Regions from separate parts of the Mus musculus genome. Here all the other regions are linked to region 7. Evidence: chromatin contacts called from public promoter capture Hi-C data. All regions are on one chromosome and are shown on one strand. Each heading gives the region's core, a stretch centred on a gene start, on an enhancer-like site or on the middle of the called end of the contact. The rest is flanking DNA. Distances are from core to core; before and after follow the strand shown. Region 1 holds the start of Gal3st1 (galactose-3-O-sulfotransferase 1). Region 2 holds the start of Pes1 (pescadillo ribosomal biogenesis factor 1). Region 3 holds the start of Dusp18 (dual specificity phosphatase 18). Region 4 holds the start of Selenom (selenoprotein M). Region 5 holds the start of Tug1 (taurine upregulated gene 1). Region 6 holds the start of Sec14l4 (SEC14-like lipid binding 4). Region 7 holds the start of Purb (purine rich element binding protein B).

Region 1 (2,728 bases), core at 185-2,684, 2.5 Mb after region 7:
GTCAAACCAAAGCAAGAAGCTTGCCCCAAGCCACTGAGGGGGCCTAGAGTCCCCCATTGCCATTGTCCTGTGAGTCACTGCTTTCCTGCAAGTGCTTGTTTGTTCTTCCTTGGAGCCCAGTGAGAGGCACTGTGAGTGACAGATTTATGAGAACTCAGCACAGAACCCAGGAAGCAAAAGAGATGCCCAGGAAGGCATCTTTCCTCCAGTTTGGGCAAGAGGACTTCTGGGTAGGGCTGGGATCCTGAGACAGGGACCAAAAAACAAAACAAAACAAAACAAAACAAAACAAACAAAAACGCACACTGTGGTTTGCAGTGAACTCAGCCATTTCCCAACGGTGTGACCTTCAGCAAGTCACTGACTCCTTGAGCCTCAGTATCTTCCCTCTAGATAAGTAGCAAGGAAGCCTGAAGGCACAGTGCAGATCAGCTCACCCCCTCCAGAGAGGAAGAGATTGAGTTCTGATCGGCTCTCCCTCCACACCCCTTTCCTCCTGAAGATTTCCAGGGCATCCTCACCCTCAGCCCAGTAACCTCTGGTGTCAGGTGTCAGTCCCTGCAGCCAGATGTGTGCCTGTCATCACAACCAGCTCAGGAAGGGGCGGGGCGGGGGGGGGTTAAAAAGAGAAGGCTCATGTTGGCCTCTCACTAAGGGAACAGACCAACCTGAGACCCCCTTATGGAGCACTGGTCCATGGCTCCGGAACCGTGTAGTTGTTGCATATAGGATCTTTCCTGTCCTAACTAGACAAGTCTGTCCTTGTCTCCTGGACTCACCTCCTTAGGGGCACACATATGAGAGGCCTTCCCCAAGCACAAGAGTCTGTCATTGCCCAAGGCCCCCCTCTCCCCGGTTTGTACTGTGACAGCCGCCTCTTCTGGGAACGCAGGTAAGGAGCGGGGAGATTCCTGCCTCCTTCTCCACTAGGGCCCAGGCCACAATGTCCAAGAGGATTAATTATTAACGAACTCACAGCACAACAGCTAACCTTCTGGAGCCCCACCCACCCCATTTTTAGGGACTCCGGGGGTCAGGGGAGGAGGGGCACCCAGAGCAGGGCAAGCAATCAGCCAGAGCCTGCAGGATACAGTGTTGGTGAAGCAGCTCTGCAGCATTTCTATATCCCTTGCTGGGCAAACACGATCCATCGATCCAGTAGGCAAGATGTTCAGGAAGTAGGCTGAGGCAGGGCACAGCCAGCGTGAGTACAAGACCTCCCGACATACCTTTGCCCTGTTCTCCTTGGGCTCCGGGTGGCAGGGGTCGGCCCCGGCCCCCGCCGCCGCCGTGGCGCTCACTGGGCGGCGGGGCGCACTCGCCGGGACCCGGCGCGCTGGCAGGCCTGGTCCATGCCCCCGCCCCGCCGCCGCAGCGGCTGCCGCACCCCGCTCTCAACACTCGCCAGGTGAGGCCAGCAGCCTGGCCCGGCCCCTGACGCCAGAGCCAATGGGCGCCACGGCCCCCTCCCCCCCCCCACCCCCTTCCCGTCCTCTCCCCTGCGCCGCCTGCCCAAGAGGCACAGAAGCTGTATTCAGCTCCCTGGGGCGCAATATTGCGCCCCCGCCTCCGGCCTAACAAGGACTATTTGTCTCCGATGGGCCAAGGGGTCCATTGTCCTACTGCCAGCCCAGAAGGGAATAGAGGGTGCCTGGGGCTTGGTGGTAGTGTTGGGGAAGGGAGCCTGGGCTCTGGAGAAAGGGGGCAGGACTAGTTGCCAGCCTTTTATGGACAGCACTGGAGCTCCTCAGAATCCAGTGGAACATAGGTCTTCCTAGCTCCCTCTGATGAGCCAGGAACACATTTGTGGTATCCAAGAAAAACAGGTGAAGAAGCGCCAGGATCCCTGGGCCGAGTCACTTACATGGTTCAGCTAACTTTCCTCTTGAGGATACCTCCTCTAGAGGTCTGGGCAAGTAAGTAGGGGCCTGTTTGAGTTCAGACTGTCCTTCATCCTAAAGGAAAACCAAGGATGGGAACTAATTTGGAATTAACCCCAGCTGTGGGCACTGCAGAACCAGCTGGCCATCGGGTGGCACATGGGCCACGTCAGAGTCCCACTACCCCCGACATTTCTAGGCAACCGTGGAATGGGGAAAATTCCACATCAGCCTGGCTGCCAGGCATTCTTCCATATCTAATGGGCTTGCTGCTCTTTGTCCTTGTGGGCCCTGAGTCACCTCCCAGGCTATAGGTTATGACTTTGAAACTCCTAACCCTTTGTTCCTGCCTCTTGAAACTGCCATGCCAGAACATGGCATCAGATAGAGCCCCCTCCCCCCATCCCACATATACAGTGAAGCCACCAGTTTGGGGGACCTTGGGGTCCACAAGCCAAAGCCTGCAAAACTCTTGCCTTCCTCTTCAGTTGAGGTGCAGCCATGGCAGCACAAAGTCCACATATGGGGCCAATACAAAACAGGTCTGTCAGGCTATCAGGTCCTTAGATTCAGGGAGGGCAAAGTCCAGCCTACCCTGTTTAGGGTATCACCGCCTCTGGGGAATGGCTATGGGAAAGATGTCCTGGGAAGGACTGAATGATCAGAACCCTGACCCTGTCATGATACATGGACAGTTCCAGGTAAGGACCATCATCAGAGGTACCTGGAGTGAGGGGACAGGTCCACAAAGGTCACAAGCTGAGATACCAGCAGTGACCTCACTTGGATGGAAAACTAGGCTATTGCTGCCCTTAGACCTCACGCTCACCTTCCACCTGTACTGGCTT
Region 2 (2,743 bases), core at 97-2,596, 2.5 Mb after region 7:
CAAAGGAAAGACTTGAGCCCATCTCATCTTCTTCATTCCTATCCCAAAGTTACTTCATACCCACAGTCTCCTTACAGAAGCAAGAATAACTCAGATCAAGTCACTTACTTTCTTTGTCTTCTCCACTCAGAATAAGTTCCAGCCTCACATGATACGGCCCCAGCCTCACCTAGACAGCACCTCACTTATTTACATCTCACAGCCATGCTACTGTCTGTCCAAAACCCTGCACACCACCTGCCTCTCTTTCCTACTGGCCGTGGAATTCACTTCTGTTTTCTCTGCTAAGCACTTCTGAATGAAAAAAGAAAAACAGCAAGCTTTCACATTAATTATGATTAAGAAGCTTAAACTTGGGAAACAAGGTTGCATAGGAAGAAGAAACTGTCTCTAATCTGAGACAACAGAGCTAAAACTGCACTGACTTCTGCTTTTAACCTGCTCACCCTTTCCCCTTTTCTAAAGAAAAAAAAAAAAAAGGTCATTTTCTCCCTTGAGAATTGAGCACCACCAATATCACACGGATAGCAAGTTCCATCTGCTAAAGATAAAACTATCATAACCAGAGCCTGTAAAGGAACAAAAGGGTCATCCTAAAATATAAGATTGTGACAACGCCTAACCCCATATAAACCATCAAACACAGAGACGGCTAAGAGACGGCTGGAAGCTACAGCTGCACGCTGATATTAGTCTCTCCTTTCTCTGAGTGCCGAGAATTCTCTTAGGGGAAGGTTGGGGACCATCCACACTTCCCAACATTTTCATGCCCCAGACTAAAGTGTTCTTTAAGTACTGATTTCCACTAAAATGCTACGTCAGAAGAGGACCTACAAGACAACACTAATCGGATTAAGCGCCTGTTGATACTCTCCACTCTACTGCTCCTCCCTCCCTCCCTTTCTCAGGAGCGCACTTAAAAACCCTTAGCCACTTTATCTGAAGTTGACACTGGGAAAGCGGGGCCGCATCTGACTGCTTACTTCTCAATTCCCAGTACCTAGGACCGGGCCTGGCTCAATTAAGAAAGTCCCAAGTCTTGATAATGAATTCTACGTCCCGTTGGTCACTGATCACTCTTTTGGCGGCTCCGCCTGTCTCCACAACTCCTTCCACAGAAAGCCCGTCACAGTTCTTCCCGGCTTCCAGGGGCCTACGTGCAGAAGGTTCGCTCCGGCGGCCGTCTCAAGACTTCTCGGTCCCCAGAGGCCAGGGAAAGTGATAAAGCCGGAGCTCCGACCTCCGCTGGAACTCACTCACCTTCTTCTTCTCCAGACCTCCCATAGCTCCACGTTGAGAAATTCAAGGCAGCCAGAACACCAGAGCTACTTCCTCCCGCACGTGCCCTGCCTAGGGCCCTGAAGGACCCCACGCCGCCAGCTGAGGGCTGTCTGAAAATATGCCTGTACAAATCCAGAGAAAGTTGTGCTTTTGGCGACCTCGTTATTTACAACCAAATTCTCTAAAGCTCAACAATTGTGGTAGTTCTTTCAGTTCTTTTCTTAGTTACCAAAATCTATAGACAAGCTTTAAAGCAACATGGAAATTTAGGCAGTTTTATAAGCACCCTAGACACGGTTGTTTGAGCACGCGAGCCCCAGTGCATTTTGGGATACAGCAGGACTGAAGGGATGGGAGACAGACAGCCCGGAGCCTTCTGGGATTCAGAGAGCTCTGTAGTTTGGCCTCTAATCCAGAGATCCGCCTGCCTCTGCCTCCAGAGTACTGGGATTAAAGATGTGTGTCACCACGCCTGGCTGATGTTTTCTTTAAAAACCAAACCAACCAAACAAACAAACAAAAACAGAAATGCTCACTAAACCTAAAGCTACTAGTTTTTGTAATGCTAGGCCAGTGAGTTTAAGGGAGTTCAATTGTCATGGCAACGGTTGCTAGGCGTTGTAAACCCAGCTGACCAGATTTTGCCTTGTTGACCTTAGATTCAGCTGCACCTAGTTTGTTCAAGTTAGAATAAAATAGAGCAAAGGCCGACCTTTGACCTCCCACGGACACGGAGAGGGTCTAAGGAACTGCTTATATTTGGGGAATGAGTTGAGGCAGAAGGGACGGATCTCTGTGAGTCCGAGGCTAAGTTCCAGGACAGCGAGGGTATTGAGTGACGCACTGTCGAAACAAAACAAAAATGAAAAGAAAGAAAAATAATGGAAGGCATAGCATGATGGTGGTGCCTGTAATCCCAGCACACAGGAGTCTGAGGCTGGGAGAGCACAAGTTTCAGGCCAGCCTGTGCTAGAGATAGTGTTTCAAAACAACAAAACCAAGAAAACAAAACAGGACTGAGGAGATGGCCCAGTGGACAGAATTCCTGACATGCAAGCATAAGGATATGGAGTTCAGATCTGCAACACACACATAAAAGTTGTGCGCACATTTAAAACATATCATTCCATCTATAAAGATAATTTTTAAACTTATGAGATCTGATGATAGGTTTAAGTCAGTCTTAAAGGTGGTAATTTCATGTTTATAAAAAAGTTAAAATTTATGACTTTTTTATCAATTTCCTTTAAATTTTATTACTTTTACTTCAAAATGTTAAAAAAATTCTTGGTTTTCTGCTTAAAGTCATGTATAGCTGAAATGTAACTTTGAAAGATGAGTTTAATAAGAATGAACATTCTCTTTATCAGTATTTATAAGAGTGGTTTTGTATACTTGATACAGTAAGCATATTTATCTCTTTAAAAAAGAAACTGTGATTTCCATATGTTGAATATATATT
Region 3 (2,700 bases), core at 115-2,614, 2.6 Mb after region 7:
TGCCAAGTCTTTCCATCTTCTCATAACCAGCCAGCAAGTCTAGCTGTTTTCAGCACACATGACTGGTGTCATCTACATACAGCACAGCTAGTGGAAACTCATGTTCTCTGCTCAGCTGTGTGACTTCCAACATTAATGACCTCAAAGTCAACTGAGAGCAAGTAGAAAAGAGCCTTGGTGATGGTCACCTGGAACTGCAGCATTCAGGAGGTAGAAGAGAAAGGTGGGGCCCTTGCTTTATGGGTCCTGCCCCCCAACAAAGAGCTGAGGAAACAAACTACAGGGTTTTTTGTTTGTTTGTTTTGATTTAATTTTTTCCTTGTCACAGAAACAAAGCTGTTTTCTTAAAATTAACCTTTGAGAAATCAGGATTTCCCAGGCAGGCCAGTTTCAGCTAGCATAAGGTCATGGCCTAACTTATCCTCTCAGAATGAAAAGTCATTCAGGTAACCTCAGGCCAATCAGTTATTTTTCCACTGTTCTGTCTCCCTGTTCCTGCCTTCCAAGGAATGTGACTTCCAAGTGACATTTGGTTTTGTTTCTGCTCTCTTCAGTCCCTTCAGAGGTAAAGTTAAAATGCAAAGCTTGTGGGAATGACAAATAAAGGCATTTGTTATAGAGTTGCAAAGATAGTAAGAAGCGATCACAGACAGTAGGACATGGTAGAGCAGACCTGGAAGCTGAAGCAAGATGTGGTGTTCCTGACCAGACTACTGGAACTCTTTCAAGAGTTTCAAGAGGGGGAGGGGGAGGGGGGGGGAGAGGGGAGGAGAGGAAACAGAAACGTCATCTCCATTTTTTACATTTTACAACCAACCAGGCTTTTGGCATCTAGTTAATTTGTAGCCGTGAAACCTGAGACTCGAGGAAAACCAGTTTTGTTCATCATTAGACAGCAAGTTCTGAAGGCTGATATTTCTGGTGGATTACACTTTCTGGAGAAAGTTGGCAAATATAGGTGGGGCGCTGGTTAAATTCTGGGTTATAAACGTGGAACAGAGTCCACAAGTAGATGAGTGGAAGGTGCCACAACAAGCCTAGGAAGCTTGGCCTCTCTACGTGGTGACAAGACTCAAACAATCTTACCTCCTTCCCTCAGTGCCCCCGAAATCTTTCAGGGCAGAGCCGCGGACGACCCTCTCCAAGAAAGAGAGGGCCCTTCATGATTCCGGACCTTGGTAGCAACGGCTTCTCCTCGCGGAACAATGGGCAGTTCGGGGCTTAGGGGGACCCCGCGACTGATTCTGTACCTCGAAGGACTACGCAGTTCCCAGGCGTTTGGGAAAAGCTGGGTGGGCTGCCTGTCTTCACAGAAATGCGCCAAGTAGCCAGAAGGACCATTGCTACACCCACCGCCTGCACGCCCCGCCCACTCACCCTTCGTCTCCTAGGCAACACGCCCAACAGAGCCTCACAAAGAACGCCTAAAGACTGTCACGCGGTCTGCTTGCCGGTTGTCTCCCAGGCAACGCACTCCAGTGTAGATAGTTGCTCTGCGACCGCGTGTCTTTCCACCATGGTTTTAGGTCTTGCTAGCTTTCCTGAGTCGCTCTCTAGCCAGTCAGAGACCGCTACACAGCCCAGAAGGCCTTCAGTCAAATGGGACTTGGGCTCGGATTACAGGAAAGGTACCGAAGAGACTACCGCTTCTGGTTCGAACTTCCGGCGCGAGAGACTGGACAGCCAGCCGGATCTTGGCCTCCACGTCCAACCACAGATCTACTTCCTGCGGCCGCGGTCCCCACTCCCCAAGTTGTTATTCAGGTGTGGCTCGGGTATACAAAGCAGTTGTCAGACCCGGGACCCCGTAAGGGAATCCGACTCACTTTGTTCCAGCCGTGTCCCCCCCCCAACCTCCGCCCTTAGATGTTCCTCTGATCGCAGCAATGTCTCCGATCGCAGGATTTTTCAGACTCAGGCCAACCCGTAGGACCTTCAGAAGCCCGTTTTCTGGGCCGAAGGCACTGTCCCGTTTCTAGCCTTCCGAATGAATCCTGACCCTGGCGTAGTGTAGGCTTGACGTCTGCAATTGGTCTCAGGCTCCAATCGACTTGGCAACTCCAGGCCTTCCCATTCTCCAGCGTCCTTGAAAAGCCTTCAGTTCCCCAATGTTTGACTCCAATCCTGTCCCCCTTCTTCAACCGGCATCAGCCAAGGATGTAACAAGTCCTACAGAGGATTTATTATGGAAACACAATTTGTTTCAAAAATGACCAGTATTTATTACTTGATAAATTTGGTGCATCACTAAGTAAAGAGGGTCTTTAAATATTTAGTCTCTTTTTGGTTGAAAATAGGACTTAGACTTGTGTGTAAATTCCTGACCGTTGACTCTGTCTTCCCATCCGCACCTGGGTATGTTGAGTCATCCTGCATAAAAACCAGAAAAGTGGAACTGGGTAGCTTTCAATGTTCGTTCCTTTGTATTAGCAAGCACAGCCTGACCACAGTTGTTCCTAACTCATAGGAAAATGAACTGGAGAACGTTATTAGAATCCCCCTAAAGGTGCTTTGTTTTCTTCTTAACTGAACGTGGTTGCACACGATTGTAATCAAGCACTCAGGTGCTGGAGGCAGGAGGATTGGAAATTCAAGGTCACTCTCAGTTCAAGAGGGAGTTCTAGGCCAGCCTGGATACACGAGACCTTGTCACAAAATATACATCTTTTTGTTTGTTGGGTTTGGTGGTGGTGGTGTTTT
Region 4 (2,700 bases), core at 100-2,599, 3.0 Mb after region 7:
CTGTCTGCATGTTATTGATAGCTGACCAATGCCCAGGAGACATGGGTTACGGCATTCTCCCTGTTGTCGGTAGAATTCTAACCCTGGCCTTTGGCCCTTGAGACGAAAGTCAGACTAGAAGGGAACAGCTCAGAACTACCCTAAGGGCCCTGTTAGAGGCACCTGCCATCTGGTCCCTACCCCACCCCATGCAGAGGCAGCCCTGCCAGCCACCTGTGGTTCAGCTTCAGGAACCATCTGGCTGATCTTCCCTAACTTGGGAGTATGGATGGTCCTTCTCTATTCCTGATGGGAGGCCGCAGCCCAACAGGAAGTCCAGACCTCCCTATTTCAGGCCTCCCTTACACTTCCTTTTGTTAATTTTTTTTTAAATTAAAAATAAACCAGCTAAGGCCCATGAAGAGTCTGCAAACATAGGAATCACTTAGGAAGACTCCAGGGGAGTCCTTTGGCCGGCAGGTGGTGGTGGTCCAGGGTGGCTGTGGACTGTTGGTATCTCATTTCCCTATCCTCTCCTCCAGCTCCAGCAGAGTACAGTGAGGGGAGGAGCTTAGGTCTTTTCTCCCCACCAGAAGAAAAGAGATTCTGGAATGCCAGGCACTAAGTCTGGGTGGGGGGAGAAATAATGGGGAAAGGTGAGGTTATCCTTAGAGAAGGTGGGTTCTAAGGGGCCAGTTTTCAAAAAATTATAGCCAGAGACCCACGGTAGGGCCAAGCCTGGAGCAGAGGCAAGGGTTCAGAGTGCCAGGCCACAAGGACGAGACTTCTTACTTCCACAGTAGATGCTGTTCATCATGCGGCTGGGAAATAAAAGGAATGATTCCCGGGCCGTGCAGGAGGGAAAGGGGGGGGGGGTGTTTCGGGAATTCTGGTATTCCTGAGGCCGGACTATATTCTTGGGATAAGGGGCAGCAAGGTTGTGGAACTGTCGTACTAAGGTTGGGAAAAGGCGCACTCACCTCCACCCGCCCCCTGGCCAGGCCTCGAAGACGGTTCCAATCCGGTCGGTAGTTGGTGGTGGAGGTGGCTGGAGCCACAAGGGCTGCAAGAAGCAGCAGCAGCGACGGCGGCGACAGTAGGATGCTCATCTGTGCCTGGCAGGAGACGTTCCGCAGGCTGCACCCAAACTCGGCCGCTGCGCCACGTCTGGCCCGCAAGCTGGCCCCGCCCAAGCCAAAAGCTCCGCCCAGCCATAAACCACGCCCCCAGAGCTAGAAACAGCCCCACTGACATCCCACCCAAATCGGGTGGTTGCCTCCCACTAACCCCCATCCCTGTCTCAGCTACTCTCTGGTCCTCCAGACTTCATGTTCCCAGTTCTCACAATCTCCATATTGCATTTGCCCACTAAGTGTGAAACGCTCCCGCAGGATGCCAGGAGACAGCACTACTTCGCGTCACCAGAGGGCGCAGGAGGTTCGCAGATGGACACAAGGATTTCTGGGTCAGAGAGTTAAGATAAGGAAGCAGGAACCTAGGAGATCTCCTTTATACGCTTTTGATGTCTTTGAACGAAATTCCGATCAAAGCTTCAATTCCCCAAAGCACACGTTGTAAGCGAGGACCATTACCTACGCCCCGCTCAAGAAAGCTCAGAGGGTAAAAGCGCTTGTTATGACAGCCTGACTCCTGAGTTTTATCCCTGAAACCTAAAAAAAAGTGAAAGAAAAACAGCAATTCCCACAAGTTGTGCTCTGTCCTCCACAGGCGTCCCCAACCGCTCACCATGGCATGTCCGTGCCTGTACAGGCACACGCGGTGCACACACACATATAATAATAATAATAAATATAAATTCTTACAAAGGAATACTACCTATCCTTTTTTACCTAGAAAAGGCTGGGAGGGTTAATATACACAATGCATCTCATTAGAACAGTATCTGGTCAGAGATGGTACACACCAATCTCCTACTGTCCTTGAACTCAAAGCAATACTCTTCACTCAACCTCCTGAGGGCAGGGTGATTAGGACAGACTCTGGCTGTGTTACCTTCCATTATTAGCTCTTCCCCTTCCTCATCACAACGGCCCCCTCCAGCAATGAACTCCGTTTTGCAGATTAGGAACTGTTTCAGAAATGTAAAATAGGCCAATTCATAGATCTGGATTTGAGCCCCAAACACCTCTGTGGATCATCTCCCTGGACCAAGGAGGAAACAGGTGGCACTCCATGTCCTCATGCCTTCAGCAGACACAGCAAGTACAATCAGTTTTTTGTCACCCTGGATTTAACCAGTCTCAAGTTGGAAATATTAGGAAGTAAAAACTGCCTCTGTACTGAACATGTACAGACTCTTTTCTTGTTGTTATTCCAACCAATAGAGCATTACAACTATTTATAGCATCTGTATTGTATTAGGTGTTATAAATTATCTAGAAATGATAGAAAGTACAAGATCAGGCCACACGGGCTTTAGGAAAATACTAAGCCATTTTATCTATGGATTTGAGCATCCTCATATTTCGAGTTTTGGTATGGAAGTGTGCCCTGGAACCAATCCCTGGCAGACAGCAAGAACACGCTGTGCCCTTTCCCACAGGATTCAGAGAACCTTGTCAACACTGAGCCAACGCTGCTTGTGATCCAAGGTATTTTTACCTTTCTGGGCTTATTCCACCACTTTTAAAATGCGCATTAAAAATGGGGCGGGGAGAACCATCAGCAGATAGTTCCATGACTATAGGCACTTGCTGCCAA
Region 5 (2,700 bases), core at 3-2,502, 2.8 Mb after region 7:
CAAACTTGGAGGTTTACAGCTTCAACTTCACGTTCAAGTCCTTTTCTGTTCTCCTAAATTCAGGAAATTGACCTACTTCTGACGGTTCACCTACTTCATTACCACCGAAGACTTTGTCACCACCGAAGACACCAGGCTCCTCAAAAGAGTGCTCTACTGGACAGTGCAGTGGAGTGGAGGCTACTTCTGGCTTCACCGCTTTCCAACAGAAAGGTCCTTGGTGCTGACTGACAGATTTCTTTTCCCAAACCCCGCCCAAACACAGCTTGCTATTATGCCACAATCACCACAGGTTGTGGGTGAAATTACTCACAGTGGCCCACAGAAACACCTCACAACCTACCCTCCCGAATCACCTCAGGTGCGCCCTTCCCCCACACCCTTCAGAAGATGGCCTCGGGCCCTCGGGCCTTCCCAGGCCTGGGTCCTGTGGCCACCTCCTCGCTACCGACAGACAGGAGTTAGTCCCAGAGCCTGGGAGAACAGAGGAAAGTGGCGAGTGCACCACCAGATCCGATCGGGCGTTGCCTGCAGCTCGCAGATGCCTTTGTCCCTCCCCGTGGAATTGGAACTCAACCACCGCAGCGCGCTCTTGGAACCATGTGCTGCCTCCGCTGCCGCTGCCGCCGCCGCCGCCGCCGCCCGCCCGCGCCGCGACACGACACGACACGCCGCGCCTCAACAGACGATGACAGGCTGGGCGTCACGAGATTCAGCGTTCAGTACGGCTTTGCGGCCGGTGCTGCCCGCGCCACCGCTACCTCAGCCACCGCTTTGTCTCCGTAAGCGCACGCAGCGCGAATCACCTCGCTCACTCCCGACGGCCCGGCCGCCGAGGCCTCCAGCGCACCTTCGGCCAATCACAGAGCTCGAAGTCTTCCCGCCCCCGCCCTGAGACTCCACCTTCTGATTGGCGAGCGACGTCGGTCCACGTGACCGGATCTTGTTTGGCCGGTCCGCCCCCATCACGTGAGGGCGCGCGCCTCTCTTCCTGCTTTCCTGACCCCTCTCGGCCATTTAAAGGAACAGTACCGGGGGCGGGCCGAGAGACGCAGCCGGGACGGTAGCTGCAGAGCAGAGCGGAGGAGCCATCTTGTCTTGTCGCCGGGGAGTCAGGCCCCTAACTCGAAGAAGCCCTGGCGCGCCCTCCCCCCCTCCCCGGTCTGGTAGGGCGAAGGAGCGGGCGTGCGGTCGATCGAGCGATCGGTTGGCGGCTCTTTCTCCTGCTCTGGCATCCAGCTCTTGGGGCGCAGGCCCGGCCGCCGCGGCGCGCGCCCGGTGGCCGTTGGCGCTCGCGCCGCGTCTTTCTTCTCGTACGCAGAACTCGGGCGGCGGCCTATGCTTTTGCGATCCGACGAGGGGTCGTCCGGGTGGTTGGCGGCGGCGGGCAACTCCGCCCCGCTCCCGGGGAGGCGGCGGGGGAAGCTGGGGTGGCCGGGGCTGGCCTGGAGGCCTGGCGCCACCCCTCGGGGCCTGCTAGGACCCAGTTGGAGGGTCAAGAGGGAGCTGGAGGATGGTTGGTGGTGGGCTTCCTCCTTTGCCTTTTCCTACTTATGCCACCTTAGTGGGGAGCGAGAGCGCTGGCGGCAGCTCCGGGGTGGGGATTCGAGCTCCGGAGTCGGAAGATCTGGGTTTGCTTCCGGGCCTAGCCACTCGCTGGCCGAGTGACCTTAGGCAAGTCACTCTGTAATCTGTCTGCGCCTCAGTTTCCTCCTCTGCCTATCAGTGTGTGTATGGAATTGGAAGCTCTCTTCAAAAGTGTCGGTTTACAGAAAGATGATTATTGTTTTTTTTTCCTTTGAGTTGCAAGAAGTCATAACAATTGCTCATTCCCTGAAATTAAATTCGGGAACCTTTTATTGGAGTTGGAGATGGGAAGGTTCCCTGAACTTCTTCTGTACAGAAACACGTGGGAAAGTGTTTTCTAGGGGGATGAGTAGATCCTTCAGTAGCGAGTTTTCAAAGGGGGCTATGACCCAGAAGAGTTTAGAACAGTTTTTGCCACCGGGAGGAAACTGAGGCCTACATGTCATCTGGGACCCTTCACAACCAATATGAAGCCCCCATTTGAGTCCCTGGTATATGTGAGCTGCTTCTTACTGCATAATGGCTGTTTCAGGTACCATCACTTCACTGCTTGGCTTTTAGTCAAAGCCCTTTCCTTTCACCATAGGGTGCCTGAAGGGTGGCTGATGCCTATGGTACAATGGCACCCACTAGAAAGCAGCTACAATTAGGAGTGAATGTGTCCTCGAGTAACAAGAAGTGTAATCTCTGGCCCAGCGATTGTTTTCTGCTGCTCGTACTGGTGCCTGACTACTTTTCTCTCGTTAACTATTTTTTTACAACCATGATTGACACCCATTATTTGCTCCTATTTTATATCCCTGGTTTTCGTGGTTGATAGTGAACAGGATTATTTTTAAATGGTGCTGCCAAAACCAGTTAATAGTGCACATGGATTTTTAGCAAGAGGGCTACTTGGAACAGACTGAACCAGGCGTTGGATTCCTGAAAATGTTTGGGGTTTTTTTTTTTTTTTTTTTTTTTTTTTTTTTGGGGGGGTTTTTTGTTTTGTTTTTTAAATTGAAGGCTAAAGTTTTTGAAAAAACTTTGTTGGACTCTGGCTGGGACACAAAATCAGATATTTGGAATCATTTTGAAGCTTAACTTTTTCCTAACCAGCCTTGTATTCTAATT
Region 6 (2,700 bases), core at 150-2,649, 2.4 Mb after region 7:
TAGGTTTGAAGCCTGGCTCCCAGCAGGCAAAGGGAGGATTCACACCAGAAAGCAGCTGCATCCTCAGGAGCCAAAGGAAATTTTGTCAGGGGTGGGGGTTGGAGGGTGTGAAAGGGGCCAGTGCCCTGTAAAAAACAAAGCTATACCTATCCTCCCCTCCAGGTGACTTCTAACTCAGCCTGGAGAGAAGCCACCTTACAGTGCCACACTGAAGACTGTGTGTCTGAAGTGTGACCACAGTGGCCCACCCTAGCTCAGGAGGACTCTGGAAGGAAGTGATCCGGGGCAAGGCAGTACAGAGCTCTGGGCCGTCCTTAGCCTCCCCCTCCTTCCTCCTTTCTCTTCCTATATGTTTTAACATAGCAAGCATTTGTTACTTTTAGTTAGTGGAGAAAGTAGGAGTGGCTGGTGGGGTTCTCTATCATAGTCCACTCCCAGAGACCATGTTTCCAGTTCCAAAAGAACTCAGGAGGCACCGGGTGCCTTCTGAGACCATCAGCCCTGGGAGTCTCATCAGAGGGTCCTTCCTGTTCCACTAAGGACCCCTTAATGGCTGAATCTCCAGGTCCCCTCCTTCACCCAGGATTCTCATGTCTCCCTGTAAGGTTCTTCCGCATGGGAGACACTACAAAACAAGCCGTTCATCTCTTGTTCCTTGAGACAGTGTCACTAAATTCAGGCTGGCCTTGAACCCACAATCTTCTGGTCTTTGTCTCGCAAGGCTTGGGATTCCAGACTTAAACACCTTCAGTACCTGTCACAATTCTTAAGCTTCCCCTTCAAACGAGGTTGAATGAGAACCTGGATGGGACTCCCCTTCCTCATAGCCTTTCCCTTCTCCAGGTACAGCCTGCAGGAGGCTCTCAAAAATCAGACCCCTAGCCCCTCTATTTCTCTGTCATAATTAAAAGTAAACAAGTAAGTCTGATAGGGAGAAGACTGGGAACCCGAGCAACAGAAACCAAACCAAACACTGTTGCAATCTGGCAGGGATCTCCTAATCTGCCTGGCAGAAGTCACTGGCCTGGGAACAGAGGCCAGGGATGGGTGGTGGGAGCTGTGCTGGAAGGCTAAACTTGCAAACACACACACGCACACGCACACACGCGCACGCACACACACCGGCAGTTGCTCAGAGGTAGAGAGAGGTCCTAGCCCAGGTGTGCGCGGGAGGCGCTGGCTTCGCCAACCAGTCCCTGCATAAAGCTGTAGCCAATGCGGGCCGCTTGGGTTCTGCTTGGCTCCCGTGCCTTCCCTCCCGCCTCACCCCTCACCCCTTACCCTGGCCAGAGCCTCCTGCTGCTGCGGGCTCAGGTCCCCGACTTGTCCTCTCATGGTGCTCTCTGCTAGGCCTCAGCTGCTGCCACCTTCACAGGGCTTTACTTAGCAGGTCTGCTGCTGATCCCGCCCCAAGGGAGGCCCGCCCCAAGGGAGAATCCCTGTTCCTGCCCCGCCCTACCCAGTGCTCCCCTGTTTTTGTTTTTCTTTTGTTTTGTCTGCCCCAGGTCATCAAGCCTACCTTAAGGGGACAGAGAGGTGACCAGATCTCAAGAGGTGTCCTGAGAGTCTGAGGTAGCAAGTGGCCCTCACCTCCAGGTCTTCACGCGCTTTCAGGGGGTGGGACTGTAGGTGTGTGGGGAGTGGGTGTTAAGAAAGTGCTCACCTAAGGACAGGTACGTGGAGCACACACTTCCGGAGCCAAGTGGGAGTTGAAAATGTCACCACTTCTGAGTCCTTTTGCCCAAGGAGAGCCCAGCCCCCCTCCCCCGACCTTGAACACAGGCTGCGCTCCACAAATGTTTGCTGGCCAGGAGAGCCCTTATTTGCCAAATGGCTCCAGACCTCTAGAAGTTAGGAGGGATTAGGTAAGACCATGTCTCCTGTGTTAGCAGAATGCCTGGCACGGCACACACAGTTTCAACACTCTATGAAGGCCGTCAGCTCAGGCGGGAACTACAGGATGGCCCAGGGGTGAGCCTCTGGGAGGTAGAGGGTGGGAGGCAGCCACACTGAGTAGGCTGACCTCTCTGGGTAGGATGAGAAAACACAGGCTGCCTTGGCATGAATTTTCTGCAAAGCAGGTGGCACCTGAGCAGGGAGGAGATAGTGAAACAGGCCACTGACACCTTTCCCCTCTGTCGTCCCATGGATCAAATTAAGTTTTAGGTAGGGGGTGACCAAGCAAGGGCTCACTGTCCTTTGGACTATTGTCTGTTGGAGATGTGGTTGGTCAGGAACAAGTATGGCCTGTGCTAGGTAGAAACGGCAAATCAGATTTCAATGACTTAGCACCAGAAACAGTAACTATTTTATTCAGTTTTCCTACTGATACATGTATGTTCATATTATAACTTCAGATATTCTGAAATATACAAAATACACTTTTAAAAAAAGACAGGGTTCTTACGTAGGCCAAGATGTTTCAGACTCACTGTGTAACCACGGAGAATCTTGAACTCTTGATCTTTCGGCTTCCACCTCCCCAGTGAAGGGATTACAGGCAGGGGCCATCAAGTCTGGTATTCTGGGTAATTTTATATAAACTTGACACAAGCTAAAGTTATCAGAAAGGAGGGAGCACCTTTGAGAAAGCCTCCATCAGATTAGGCTACTGGCAAATCTATAGAACATTTTCTTTTTCTTTTTTTCTTTTTTTGAGACAGGGTTTCTCTGTGTAGCCCTGGCTGTCCTAGAACTCAC
Region 7 (2,700 bases), core at 116-2,615:
TAGATTCTTTACTTCATCCCAGACATCATGATATATTTCAGATAAACATAGTCCTATACTTAAAAATCAAACCATAAAACCACTCAAAAATATGTCCTTACTAAAAAATTACAAGAGAAGACTCTAGGCTTAGATGCAAATGAAATTTCAGCGGAAACAAAATAACAAAGCTGGCCCATCAGGCAGAATACAGGCTAGAGGGGCGGTTAACTGCTCATCACACAAGCATTAAGACACAAGCTTGAAAACCTAGCAGCTGCATAAAAGAGCAGGGTGCAGCAGGGGGTGGGGGTGGGGGATCCCTAGGGCTCACTGACAGCCAGTTTAGATCAATTCAGTGAGCTCTAAGTTCAGCCAGAGACCCACTCACAAAAAATACGGTGGAGAGTAACACAAACACTCTATTTCCGGCCTCCACATACACGTACATGTATAGCCACACAGAAACAAATTTAAAACACTTTAGGGCTGGAGAGATGGCTCAGTGGGTAAGAGCACCCGACTGAAGGTCCAGAGTTCAAATCCCAGCAACCACATGGTGGCTCACAACCATCCGTAACAAGATCTGACTCCCTCTTCTGGTGTGTCTGAAGACAGCTTCAGTGTACTTACATATAATAATAAATAAATCTTTAAAAAAAAAAAAACAACACTTTAGAGGAACCTGGTTAACGAATATTAAACTGATGCAAGAACTCAAGTTTAAGCCAATATAGCTTAGTGAGATCCTATCATTAAAAACACCCAATTGTAAAAAAAAAAAAAACCCAAAAGTTATTTGTGTGAACTCCATTCAGGGAGTTTATAAAATAAGATGGTATTCTGGTTTCTTTGTTTTAGAAACACGGGCTTATTTACTGAAGGATTGCTAGATCCAATCGTTAGGAGTCCGACTTAATCAGTGTACTCGTCCCTGAGGATTAATAATCTAGTAGCATTAGTGAGAAGTAGGATCTCACTGGAGAAAACAGGTTACTGGGGTATGCTCTGGAAAGATCCCTAGCCCCTGGCCCTTTCCTGTCTCTCTGCTTTCCCAGGCGCCAGGAGGTGATTGGCTCCACTGTTGAATAATTCATGTGCTTCTCGGCAAAACGTTCTGCCTTCCCACAGCCCCAAAGCAACAGAGTCATCTAGTCACACACTAAACCCTCTGAAACCGGGAGCGTCAGTAAAGCATCAAGAAAGAGGACCCCAAAACCAGCGGACAGAAACATAGGCTCGCCCGGGGTAGCCGCAGAACGCCTTGCCGGCGCGGCCAGCGACGTCACCTCTGCGCCCCGCCGGCGTGGTGTGTGTGGGTCTTCCGGCCGGGAGGCGGCGGCGGGCGGGGCGGAGTGACGTCACGGGAGGCGCGCGCCGGAAGCGGGCCGTGCCGCACGGAAGCCGCGGGGGCGGGGCGCGGAGGCGATGGGGGGCGGCGGCGACCGGCGATGAGCGGCGGGCGCGCGTGAGGAGCCGGCGGGCGAGGCTGGGGGGCCCCGGAGCGCGAGCCGCAGGGCGGAGGGCGGGGGCGCGAGCGCAGCGGGCGGCGGCGGCGAGGCGGCGGCCGAGAAGATGGCGGACGGCGACAGCGGCAGCGAGCGCGGCGGTGGCGGCGGCGGCGGCGGCGGGCCCGGCGGCTTCCAGCCCGCGCCCCGCGGCGGCGGCGGCGGCGGTGGCGGGCCGGGCGGCGAGCAGGAGACGCAGGAGCTGGCCTCGAAGCGGCTGGACATCCAGAACAAGCGCTTCTACCTGGACGTGAAGCAGAACGCCAAGGGCCGCTTCCTCAAGATCGCCGAGGTGGGCGCGGGCGGCTCCAAGAGCCGCCTCACGCTGTCGATGGCGGTGGCCGCCGAGTTCCGCGACTCGCTGGGCGACTTCATCGAGCACTACGCGCAGCTGGGTCCCAGCAGCCCCGAGCAGCTGGCGGCGGGCGCCGAGGAGGGCGGCGGGCCGCGCCGCGCGCTCAAGAGCGAGTTCCTGGTGCGCGAGAACCGCAAGTACTACCTGGACCTCAAGGAGAACCAGCGCGGCCGCTTCCTGCGCATCCGCCAGACGGTGAACCGCGGCGGCGGCGGCTTCGGCGGGGGGCCCGGGCCCGGCGGCCTGCAGAGCGGCCAGACCATCGCGCTGCCCGCGCAGGGCCTCATCGAGTTCCGCGACGCGCTCGCCAAGCTCATCGACGACTACGGGGGCGACGAGGACGAGCTGGCCGGCGGCCCGGGAGGCGGCGCCGGCGGCCCCGGGGGCGGCCTGTACGGAGAGCTCCCGGAGGGCACCTCCATCACCGTGGACTCGAAGCGCTTCTTCTTCGACGTCGGCTGCAACAAGTACGGGGTGTTCCTGCGAGTGAGCGAGGTGAAGCCGTCCTACCGCAATGCCATCACCGTGCCCTTCAAGGCCTGGGGCAAGTTTGGAGGCGCCTTCTGTCGGTATGCAGATGAAATGAAAGAGATCCAGGAGCGACAGAGGGATAAGCTTTACGAGCGACGCGGCGGGGGCAGCGGTGGCGGCGACGAGTCGGAGGGTGAGGAAGTGGATGAGGATTGAAGCAGGCAGCTTCCCGTACCGGCCTCCCCCAACCCCACCACCATCCCCTTGGCTAGAGAGCGCCCTTTCCTTCTCGTCCCCAGTGAGCTAGTGGAGAGGGATCAGGGGAGGCCGCAGACGAAGAAAACAAAAAAAAAAATAAAATAATATAGTTAAGAGAAATAACCATAA

The links. Promoter capture Hi-C pulls out the DNA fragments that hold promoters and counts their contacts.
Region 1: a promoter capture Hi-C map of liver shows a contact between it and region 7, with 8 times the contacts expected there. The contact joins the promoter of Gal3st1 here to the promoter of Purb in region 7. A contact is called at or near these places in 1 of 39 promoter capture datasets (liver) and 1 of 115 datasets of contacts at active chromatin or transcription factors (fetal liver).
Region 2: a contact with region 7 is called in a promoter capture Hi-C map of cranial neural crest. The contact joins the promoter of Pes1 here to the promoter of Purb in region 7. A contact is called at or near these places in 1 of 39 promoter capture datasets (cranial neural crest) and 1 of 115 datasets of contacts at active chromatin or transcription factors (fetal liver).
Region 3: a promoter capture Hi-C map of liver shows a contact between it and region 7, with 4 times the contacts expected there. The contact joins the promoter of Dusp18 here to the promoter of Purb in region 7. A contact is called at or near these places in 2 of 39 promoter capture datasets (both in liver).
Region 4: a promoter capture Hi-C map of liver shows a contact between it and region 7, with 2.3 times the contacts expected there. The contact joins the promoter of Selenom here to the promoter of Purb in region 7. A contact is called at or near these places in 2 of 39 promoter capture datasets (liver and stem cell-derived epiblast-like cells).
Region 5: a contact with region 7 is called in a promoter capture Hi-C map of the HPC-7 cell line. The contact joins the promoter of Tug1 here to the promoter of Purb in region 7. A contact is called at or near these places in 1 of 39 promoter capture datasets (the HPC-7 cell line), 1 of 115 datasets of contacts at active chromatin or transcription factors (cardiomyocytes) and 1 of 9 other capture datasets (adipose tissue).
Region 6: a promoter capture Hi-C map of liver shows a contact between it and region 7, with 3 times the contacts expected there. The contact joins the promoter of Sec14l4 here to the promoter of Purb in region 7. A contact is called at or near these places in 2 of 39 promoter capture datasets (the HPC-7 cell line and liver).

What each region holds. Positions count from the first base shown.
Region 1 is chr11:3,982,342-3,985,069 of GRCm38.p6, reverse strand. Gal3st1 (galactose-3-O-sulfotransferase 1) reads right to left here and starts at 1,434. Exons shown (of 4, transcript NM_016922.3): 1 at 1,230-1,434; 2 at 1-129.
Region 2 is chr11:3,962,578-3,965,320 of GRCm38.p6, reverse strand. Pes1 (pescadillo ribosomal biogenesis factor 1) reads right to left here and starts at 1,346. Exons shown (of 15, transcript NM_022889.3): 1 at 1,261-1,346. The coding sequence starts at 1,284.
Region 3 is chr11:3,893,904-3,896,603 of GRCm38.p6, reverse strand. It overlaps Dusp18 (dual specificity phosphatase 18), which reads right to left and starts at 1,364. Exons shown (of 2, transcript NM_173745.5): 1 at 1,087-1,364. 4921536K21Rik (RIKEN cDNA 4921536K21 gene) reads left to right here and starts at 1,478. Exons shown (of 3, transcript NM_026150.3): 1 at 1,478-1,764. The coding sequence starts at 1,517.
Region 4 is chr11:3,513,333-3,516,032 of GRCm38.p6, reverse strand. Selenom (selenoprotein M) reads right to left here and starts at 1,349. Exons shown (of 5, transcript NM_053267.3): 1 at 960-1,349. The coding sequence starts at 1,088.
Region 5 is chr11:3,647,366-3,650,065 of GRCm38.p6, reverse strand. Tug1 (taurine upregulated gene 1) reads left to right here and starts at 1,252. Exons shown (of 4, transcript NR_002321.2): 1 at 1,252-1,313. Morc2a (microrchidia 2A) reads right to left here and starts at 629. Exons shown (of 27, transcript NM_001159288.2): 1 at 1-629.
Region 6 is chr11:4,030,481-4,033,180 of GRCm38.p6, reverse strand. Sec14l4 (SEC14-like lipid binding 4) reads right to left here and starts at 1,399. Exons shown (of 12, transcript NM_146013.1): 1 at 1,282-1,399. The coding sequence starts at 1,335.
Region 7 is chr11:6,474,741-6,477,440 of GRCm38.p6, reverse strand. Purb (purine rich element binding protein B) reads left to right here and starts at 1,365. Exons shown (of 1, transcript NM_011221.3): 1 at 1,365-2,700. The coding sequence starts at 1,555. The coding sequence ends at 2,529.